2 separate regions of the Danio rerio genome follow, and region 1 is linked to region 2. A link is a contact called in public Hi-C data. All regions are on one chromosome and are shown on one strand. Each heading gives the region's core, a stretch centred on a gene start, on an enhancer-like site or on the middle of the called end of the contact. The rest is flanking DNA. Distances are from core to core; before and after follow the strand shown.

Region 1 (5,104 bases), core at 1,332-3,831, 40 kb before region 2:
GTCACCAGAAGGCACAGACGTTGGTGAGGGTCACCAAGTGAAACTGAGAGCTGGTAAGGGTCGCCAGAAGTCAATGGAGCCGATGAGGTAAACTGAAAGTGAAGCTGTGGTGAGGATTTCTGAATGAGACCAGTGCGATGCAGTGTGGTGATGCTCATCAGAAAGCAATGCGTGCTGTTGAGGATCACTGGAGCTGCTGGATGTGAGGTGCAATCACAGATTTGATTATGAAGACAAAGACAAGGCAGATGCTGATTCTGAATCAGAAGCTGTCTGAAATAAAGCTTGTCATCTTCAGTCAGTTGGTGTCTCTCTCTGTCTTTATGTCTGCATACTCTATACGTATGTTTTTTTGTACTCAAATGTTCATATCCTTAAATGGATTAACAACATCATAAACATGGGTGTTACAAAACCGTTCACATAAGAACACCCTAAACCTGATAAATTAACAGCAACTAACTGCATTGATATTTTAAGTGTGCAAAAGTGTAAATGTTTTATCATGATGTATTTTAATTAACTTTTATATTTAATATTTGGATAATTTTTTTCTAGCTTTTAATTTAAGTTCTGAAACCACCCTAATTATGGCATTGGGTTTTACACAAAAATAGACTGTAGCATCATGAACAACATTTGTTAGTCTGCTATTGAAATTCTACATAAACAAATACAATAATAATGATGAAATCATGTCAATCGTTGCAACTATTACCTCAAATACAGTAACACGAGTAACACTGTCACCGATACTCATTGTGCAGAAAATCCCTGTCATTCACTATTAATATAGTCTCATGTTTAGTGGGTGTGTCAAAAATGTCCAATCAGCAGCAATGTGTATATAAAGCACATGCTATAAAGATCATACAACTTGTTTTGGATGTAAGTGGATTATCCTTCACCTGAAATGAATTATCATGTCATCCATAAGTGCAAAGCTAATGTTGGATCACAATAATTAATTTCCAATTCGCCTTTACTCAATATGATATTCTCATTCTAGATGGCAAAAGGACATTGACTGTAACATCAATCATATATTGCAGTAATATAGTGCTTGTAAAATCAAAAGAAAGCTTTTTAGACGTTTGTATCAATATGTTAGTTCTTTTTTCATAACTTTTTTTATTTTGAAGAGGAAAAAAATGACAGAAGGGGAAAAATAGAAACAAAAACAAGGAACTAAGCAGTTGTCATATGGGTTATAAAATAAAGTCATAATACATTTGAAGTACATTATCACAAATTGTTTACAATCAGTTTGTCACTAGTGACAATGTTAATTTCTGATATCATTCATTCATTCATTCATTTTTTTTGGCTTAGTCCAGCACGTCTTTTACGCAGCGGATGCCCTTCCAGCCGCAACCCTTCACTGGGAAACTCATTCACACTCATAAACTATGGACAATTTAGCCTACCCAATTCACCTGTACTGCATGTCTTTGGACTGTGGGGGAAAACGGAGCACCCGGAGGATACATGCAAACTCCAGACAGAAATGCCAACTGACCCAGCCGAGGCTCGAAATAGCGACCTTCTTGCTGTGAGCCGACAGCACTACCCACTGCGTCTCCTAATTTCTGATATCATGAATGTAATTGTTATTAGTCAAATTAGTAATTGTTGACATAAAAAATTTGTTTCCTAATTGTTGATATCAGAAATACATTTTTAGATATTAGAAATAAAAAATGTAACATGTTGAAATATAATTGCAGATATCAAGAATTAACATTTCAACAAGTGAAATTAAGTTTTTGATATCAGGAATTGACATTTTTACTAGTAACAATATAATTCTTGAGATCAACAATTTAGTTTCTGATATCAGGAATGCAGACTTGATATCAACAATTTACTTGTTGATATCAAGAATTACATTTTTGATATCAAAACTGCATATACTGAGAATAAATTAAGTCAAAACGGCTGAACATTATTTTTTGATGTCAACAATTACATTTTTGATATTAAAAAAGCTGATTTTTGATATCAGGAATTGCATAACCACTAGTACAAACCTGAATTCTTGATATCAAAAATGACATCATTACGAAAACATTCATGATATCAAAAATGAAATTTTAACTAGTAATAAACATATTTCTTGATAACTGTAACTTAATTTTTATTAACTAATTATTTTTAAAACTACATTTAAGAATCTGATAAACCAAAATAACAACGTAGTAAGGTAGTTAACCCGAAATACAAATAATTCGGTTATTTATTCACTCCTACCTTGTTTAAAAGCTCATTTTTTTTTGACAACCTTGCCTTGCCATAAAGTAGCGTTGTGGAAAAGAGCTGCGTGAAGGTTCTTCAGAATATCTCATTTTGTGCTTCACGTGAAGAAACTCAACCTACTTATTTAGAAAACAAATGTGAGTGAATAATTTAGGGCAAATTAATATTATTCAATGTAAAGCCATTCACTAGAACTATGGCAGTGTTTGATTTCATGGTGTTACATGAGATAAAGATTCTCTCTCGCCACAGCAGAGGGAGCAAACCCGCCGCGGCTGCAGAGCTCAGACTCCTCATCCCGAGCGCTGGTCATGTGACTCTCCCATCGGTAGGGATTTCTCTCTCGGCATGGCGGAGGTGATGGAGCTCGGTCTGCTTTCTAACACCAGTCGTTATACACTGTGAGGAGGACACGGGTGTTTTTGTTGTCGGGAAACCGCTCTGCGCCTTTCTTTCCTCGCGGTTTCGGGCCATAATGGCGGAGCGCGGTGTGGATGTGTCCGCTCTCCCGCAAGAGGTCCGGGAGCAGCTCGCTGAACTGGACCTGGAGCTGTCTGAGGGTAAGCCTTTAAACAACGGCGACGCTTCTCCCTTGTCTTAATGTGTGCTTTTGGATGGATATGTGTTGATTTGTCAGGATCAGTCGTGCATCCTCGGTGCGAGCATCACACAGAGAGATAGAGGAAGAGAGAGAGACGCACACACATACAGGTTCCGTGATGGTGATGATGCTTCAATGTCGCCGCCGCTCGCGGAAACATACTGACCTCTTTTTCAGCACCTCATTGCTTTGACGTCGCGTTTTTCGCATTTGAAACCTATATTCCGCTTGGTGTTTCTCTTTAATTGTTCTGACATCGCCTTAAAAGCTTTGGTTATCTGCTGTTACATTGTGTAAAACAAAAACACAGTGTCTGTGAAGCATAATTATGTGCTTATTTACAGGCCACGGTGATTCTGCATATGTGTTCTCTCTTCATGACTTGACCAACTAGCAGAGTTTAACGGTAGTTTTGCGTTTGGTAGTTATTTCTATGTTAGCCTAATGAACACATATTTAAATGAGTAAACAATAGCTTTAGTAATAGTCACTCGCTCTCTATTTCTATAACCCATATTGCTGATGTTATAGTTTATAGGAAATCAATAATGGGTATACTAAAATTCATCCAAAGAATCAATGCTTTATTAATGAACGAAGTGCTTCACACATTGACTGTGCTATTAATAGACATACATACCTTTTTTCTTCATACACAATCATCAACACCCATGTAGATTCAATGAGAGGTCATGTATGGCAAGCTAATTTAACATTCAGGGTGGTTTAATTAGTTGGTACTTCACTAGCACTTATTTCTTTCAACTAATAATAAGTGAATACTAACTTGTATCTTTTACTAGTATACATAAGACGCTGTTACTTATTCCTTTTCAAGTTATCTTGAATTCTACCAATGTTTATGGTTTATTATAACAGTATTTGTTAATTAAGATATACATTATGATTAGTAAATTACAACATAAACATAAACTAGGGATGCTCCTATCAGGATTTTTGCAATTGAGACCGAGTACTGATTCTTTGTCATAATGATCGGCCGATACAGAGTACCAATTCTCATTTTTTATAATGCATAAAACACATTTTCCCTTTAAAATCTCTTCTTACCTAAGAGAATAAACTAAGGATGTTGCATATAATGCCTTAAACACGTCACTTATAAGCATTTAGGTGTGAACATGTCACAGCTTTACAGAACATAATAGATAACACAGACAAAAAAAATGGTGAGATGAGTAACAATGCAATTTGGAAACAACATGTCTGAATCAAGAAACATTTTGAAGAGCATATTTAATGCATAAGAAGCTAAAATGCAAACCTATAAATCCATTACTTCTTCACTAAAAGGAAATAGGCCTATAAACTACTGTCAGGGCGGATCTAGTCATTTGGTTGGCCATAAGCAATTCCAGCCATGCTGCCTAAAAGTCCTGAAATGCACCCTTTCTACTTTTATTTCATTTTTATTTATTTAGCTGTTTTTATATCACTCAAACTTCTTTTCTATGTTGTATTTTAATGCAATCTTTAAATTAAAAAATTTATTTTAAAATAAAAATAAAAAATGTATAATTTTGACTGCTGGATAGCTTCATGACTGGAACAATTTGTGCAGATGTAATAATAATATTTTATTTTATAATACACAACAACATTATTATATTGATATTAAATTTTAATTTATGTTAAATAAAATTTAATTATGCTAGAATTTCATTTGTTTGACTTTCATCATACAAAATATGATAGAAAACAACATTATATAAAGTTTATAGGTATAATTTATACTTCTAGATATTTAAGCGGCCACTTACCTCGCTTAATATAATTATAAGTATAATATAATATAATATAATATAATATAATATAATATAATATAATATTATAAGTAAACTTGCGATATTGTCAAAAACACAGAATTTTCAGTTGTTATATGTAAAAAGGCCTAAATACATGCAATGTCATTCAAATATTTTGCTGATCTCCAAGTAACACAAACACCTGCGATCGGTTCATGAGATCAGATCAGCGAGTACGGATTGAGTCATAAATATGATTATGGGCCGATAGTGAACTTTGGCCGATTGATCTGAGCATCCCTAATGGAAACGTAAATGACGTTTTTGTGTGTACTATTAAGCATTAAATATGCCTTGACTACATGTTAAAATTACCGTAATCACAGGATTTCGACTAGTAAAAGAACTCCAATTAATTCCAATTCTTTTTAATTGATATTTTTGAAAGCTATGTCTTGTACCATGTGACTGCTCCACCACG
Region 2 (5,303 bases), core at 1,948-4,447:
AAAAAATCATCACACTTTCCAATGCAAATAAATATGTACATATTTGCTGGCGGCTAGCTCTATGCAACTCTCACATGTTAGTCCGCTAAAGCTAAGCAGGGATGTGCCCGGTCAGTATCTGGATGCGAGACCACATTTGAAAGCTAGGTTGCTGCTGGTAGTGGTGTCAGTGAGACCAGCAGGGGCGCTCAACCTGCAGTCTGTGTGCGTTCTAATGCCCCAGTATATTGAAAGAGACTCTATACTGCTCAGTAAGTGCCGTCTTTCAGATGAGACATTAAATCAAGGTCCTGACTCTATGTGGTCATTAAAAATTCCTGGATGTTCTTTGAAAGAAGAGTAGGGGTTTAATTTTGTAAGTAGGGCCAAATTTTGCCTACTGGTCTCTGTCCATCATGGCCTCCTAACCATCCTCATATTATAATTGGCTTCATCACTCTTCTCTCCTCCAATAAGCTGGTGTGTTGTATGTACAATATGGCTGTTGCCCACTGGTGGTGAATGAGGAGAATGAAGCGCTTTGAGTGTCCAGAAAAAGTGCTAAATAAATGTAAGGAATTATTATTATTATTATTATTATTATTATTATTATTAACAATATTATCATTTTTACTATTATCATTATTATCATTATTATTATCAATATTATTATTATCGTTATTATTATTATTATTATTATTATCAATATTATTATTATTATTATTATTATTATCATCATTATTATTATCAATATTATTATTATTATTATTATTAAATAAAATGTTCAGTATTGCTGGTTCGAGCCTCGGTTGGGTCAGTTGGCGTTTCTGTGTGGAGTTTACATGTTCTCCCTGCGTTCTCATTGGTTTCCTTCGGGTGCTCCGGTTTCCCCCACAGTCCAAAGACATGTGGTACAGGTGAATTGAGTTGGCCAAATTGTGTTTGGATGTTTCCCAGTGTTGGGTTGTGGCTGGAAGGGCATCCGCTGCGTAAAACAGATGCTGGATAAGTTTGCGGTTTATTTCGTTGTGGCGACCCCAGATTAATAAAGGGACTAAGCTGAAAAGAAAATGAATGAAAAAGTTCAGTAACAGCACATTTTATTTACAATAAACTTTTGTATCGCTAAAAGTCTTTATCGTCAACATTTAATAAATCCTTGCTTTAAATCTTACTGACCTCAAACTTTTGATTTGTTGTGTTTGTATGATTTTAGGTTTAATTATTTGCATTTTTTTGCTATAGCTGGCCATCTTGGGTCCAGGACTGATAAATACCACTGTAGGAGAGTCTGATACATTTAAATACATTCGTACTTCCGCTCTAGTCATGTTTTATGAACTCCCAGGTCAGTTGAAAGAGTGTGTGTGTGTGTGCCAGTGTGTGTTTGTCTCATCCCACCCTGCCTGACCCCAATGCTGGTGTAGGTGTTCCAGTGTCCAGTCGTGTGTCCACTAAGATCCAGCAGCTTCTAAATACACTCAAACGACCCAAACGGCCACCGCTCAGTGAGTTCTTCATGGATGACCAAGAGGAGATTGTGGAAGGTATGTCCATCAGCTCTGAAAGAATGCTAAGAATTGTTGTCAGTGCCTAAAATCCTCCATCATTGAGTGACAAATGCATCTTTTTTCATAAATCTAGCAATGTCCAGAGAACTTAGATTGTGCATTTGAAATGTTTTTAATGAAAATGGTTAAAACTCTGCAGAGGACCAGTATTTTAAAAGAGAATTTCCCCTGCTGTATTCTTTCCAAATAAAAGCCCTGTGGTTTAACAGTTAAAAGCAAAGCATAAATATTAATTTTAAGGGTTTATAAAAATAATAATCATACGTTTATACAAAGTTATAATAATAATAATAATAATATTTTATCTAATATTAATAACTCATTTTAGTAGTCATAGTAAGGGTAGAATTTGCAGTTATAATATTATTGTGATTTTACCATTAATAACTTTTTTTTAAATAAATACAGTTATTGATTTAATTTTAATCATTTACTTCAGTAAAAACAATATTATCATACAATTGTATTATTATATGCATTTATTTATATTTTTATGAATTTTAGTACTCAGGTATATTATAGTCATATTTACACATATAATCTGTATCATTCGATAAAATAAAAACAGTACATTTTAGTAGTCATAGTAGTGGTTCTATAAGTAGTTATATTATAATGTTTTTTACAATAATAATTTTTTTTTCAAAAGAATTTTGGTTATAGATTTAACTTAACATTAATATTTTAATTCAATAATAGGAATATTATACAATTTTATTATTATATGCATTTAATTATATTTTTAATGATTTTTAAAGTTGAACTTTATTATTGTGAAGTTTACACATGTAATCTGTATCATTTGATAAAATATTTAAAATTTATATTAGTAGTCATAGTAGGGGTAGAATAAGTAGTTTTATTATTATAAATTTTACATTAAAAAAAATCATTTAATTTAATATCAACAATATAAGACCATTTTATGATTGTATGCATTTACAAAATTTTTCATGATTTTTTACTATTCAAATGTATATTGTGACATTTATGCATATAATCTGTATAACTGGTAAAATATTAATAACTAATTTTAGTAGTCATAGTAAGGGTAGAATTAGTAGTTATAATATAATTATGATTTTTACTTTAATAACTTACTTTTTTCAAAATAAATACAGTTATTGATTTAATTTTAATCATTTACTTCAGTAATAACAATATTATACAATTTTATTATTATATGCATTTATTTATATTTTTATGAATTTTACTACTCAAATATATTATAGTCATGTTTACTCATATAATCTGTGTAATTTGATAAAATAAAAATAACTAATTTTAGTCATAGTAGTGATTGTATTGGTAGTTATGGTGTTATGGATTTAATTTTAGTCATTTAATTCAGTAATATCAATATTATTATATGCATTTACAATGTTATTATTATAATTATTTTTGTTATGTAACTTATTACCTTCAGCAATTCAGTGGGGATTTAATTATATTATAACAACATTAATAACACATCTTCAAGTTTGGTCGTCTGGCTGCAAAAGCATTGACCCACGTGTTTGTCCTCCTCAGTTCCTCGGGCAGATCCGAACACCCCGAGGCCCGAAGGCCGTCAGATCATCCCGGTGAAGGGTGAGCCGCTGGGTGTGGTCAGTAACTGGCCTCCTGCCCTCCAGGCAGCTTTAGCGCGATGGGGAGCCACACAGGGCAAGAGTCCTGCTCTCACCGCTCTGGACATTACAGGAAAACCACTCTATACACTCACGTTTGGTAAGAAGGAGCAAAACACTTATGCTGATTGAATGCAGATGCTGGCGTTGGTTTTACAGCTGAGTGATTGTGTGTGATTGACAGGGAAACTGTGGAGTCGCAGTGTAAAGCTGGCCTACACGCTCCTCAACAAACTAGGCACCAAAAATGAGCAGATCCTCAAACCAGGAGACAGAGTAAAAACAAACAAACAAACAAAACTATAATTCATGTTTAGATTATTACATGACGATGTTTTGCTGGTGTATAAACGGTTCAGTCATTTGAGTATTTATACTAATGTTATTTTAGTGTGTATGTGCTATTGAAGTAGTCTTTCATATTTTAAATGAGCTTTTATTTTAACGACATTTCAATTTTAATTTGGGTTTTAAAATTCATGCTATGTGTTTAGTGATACTTTAATGATGAGTGATACTAAGCTTTTCACTCCTCTTAGCACACGTGCTGCTGATTATGTGACAATAAAAGTGATTTGATTTGATTAATAGTTTTAAATGTTATTTTTATTAATTAAGCTTTATTTTTATTGTAGTTTAGTTTTAACAGTTTTTTTATTTTTAGTCATTAATATTTTAAATGAGCTTTTATTTATATGTTTGAAGTCTTCATTTGAATTTGGGTTTTAAAATGTATGCTATGTATTTGGTAATACTTGATACTTTTAAATGTTATTTTTATTAAGCTTTATTTTTTTATTGTAGTGTTATTTTAGCAGTTTTTATTACTTTATAATTTTTCAATTTATTTTATGAGTTTTTCATTAGATGTAATGATACATTTCATTTCAGATTTTATTTGTCAATAGTCAAATACAGTACATTAGTTAACATAAACTAAATAAGAATTCTTTTACAGCAATTTTTAATATTTAATAATATTATTCTCTATGAACACATTATTAACAAGAACATAAACATTTATTAACTAACATGTTGCTAAATGCTGTTAAATGCTTTTGCAAGTAACAAATGATATCATTTTAGTTTTACCTAATAAAAGCACTGTCATTTACTTCATATTGTTGTATATATTGATAAAAGCAATGTTTTTTTTTTATTCTGGCATTTTCTTTGAATCATTTGCAAACGTGGCTTTGTTTTTGATTCAGGTGGCGCTGGTGTATCCTAACAGTGACCCCGGTATGTTTTGGGTTGCGTTTTATGGTTGTTTGTTGGCTGAAGTTATTCCTGTCCCCATCGAGGTTCCACTGTCCCGAAAGGTACCAAACATTTGACAAAAATACATTAAATGGAGCTTTCAAAATCCAATAAAGTGTTAACATTTGAACTTGTCATTGCGATGAAACAATTTCCGTGTGTTTTTACAGGATGCTGGGAGCAGCCAGGTTGGCTTTTTGTTAGGCAGCTGTGGTGTGGGTCTGGCTTTGACCAGTGAAATCTGCTTGAAGGGTTTACCAAAAACCCCCACTGGAGAAATACTGCAGTTTAAAGGTCAGAGACTTCAAAGTACTGATCCATTACCTTTCAAAAGCTGGTGAGTGTTGGGAATTTTATATTGGGTTAAGAGTTTTATGTTCTATGTAAATTTGATGGACACAATGATCATAGCAATGCCTTCCAAAATGTCTCTTGGACTAAAATTGAAAGCCAAACCAAACCAAAATGAATACAAATTATTTAGTGATATTATACAGAATTATACACCCTCCTAAATTATTAGGCTCTCTGTATATTTTCCCCCACTTTCTGTTTAATGGAAAGAAGATTTAATAATTTAAGATTAAGATTTAATAACTAATATCTAATAACTGATTGCTTTTTTCTCTCCCATGATGAGGCTATATAATATTTTTACTAGATATTTTTCAAAATACTAGTATTCAATTTAAAGTGCAATTTAAAGGCTTAATTAGGTTAATTATGTTAACTAGGCAAGTTGTGGTAATTAGGCAAGTCATCACAACAGTTTTTTCTGTAGACAACAGGACAAATATTGGGGCTAAAAATTTTGAACTTAATATATATATATATTTTTTTAAGCTGCTTTTATTTTAGCTGAAAT

What was found. Hi-C and Micro-C count contacts between places; a contact is called where the count stands out from the background.
Region 1: a contact with region 2 is called in a Hi-C map of an unstated tissue, with 2.8 times the contacts expected there. The contact joins the promoter of dip2bb here to the enhancer-like site in region 2. A contact is called at or near these places in 2 of 18 Hi-C or Micro-C datasets (caudal fin and an unstated tissue).

What each region holds. Positions count from the first base shown.
Region 1 is chr6:42,153,980-42,159,083 of GRCz12tu, reverse strand. It overlaps dip2bb (disco-interacting protein 2 homolog Bb), which reads left to right and starts at 2,581. Exons shown (of 38, transcript XM_073954378.1): 1 at 2,581-2,816. The coding sequence starts at 2,732. LOC797114 (rho GTPase-activating protein 1-like) reads left to right here. Exons shown (of 7, transcript XM_073954397.1): 7 at 1-301.
Region 2 is chr6:42,114,830-42,120,132 of GRCz12tu, reverse strand. It overlaps dip2bb (disco-interacting protein 2 homolog Bb), which reads left to right. Exons shown (of 38, transcript XM_073954378.1): 7 at 1,407-1,526; 8 at 3,081-3,278; 9 at 3,363-3,454; 10 at 4,390-4,500; 11 at 4,609-4,732. Among named protein-coding and RNA genes, the nearest start is that of si:dkeyp-80d11.1, 33 kb to the right of the region's middle. Within about 2 kb of position 3,197, at least 3 of the 62 cell types and tissues checked have an H3K27ac peak or open chromatin away from gene starts, as enhancers often do.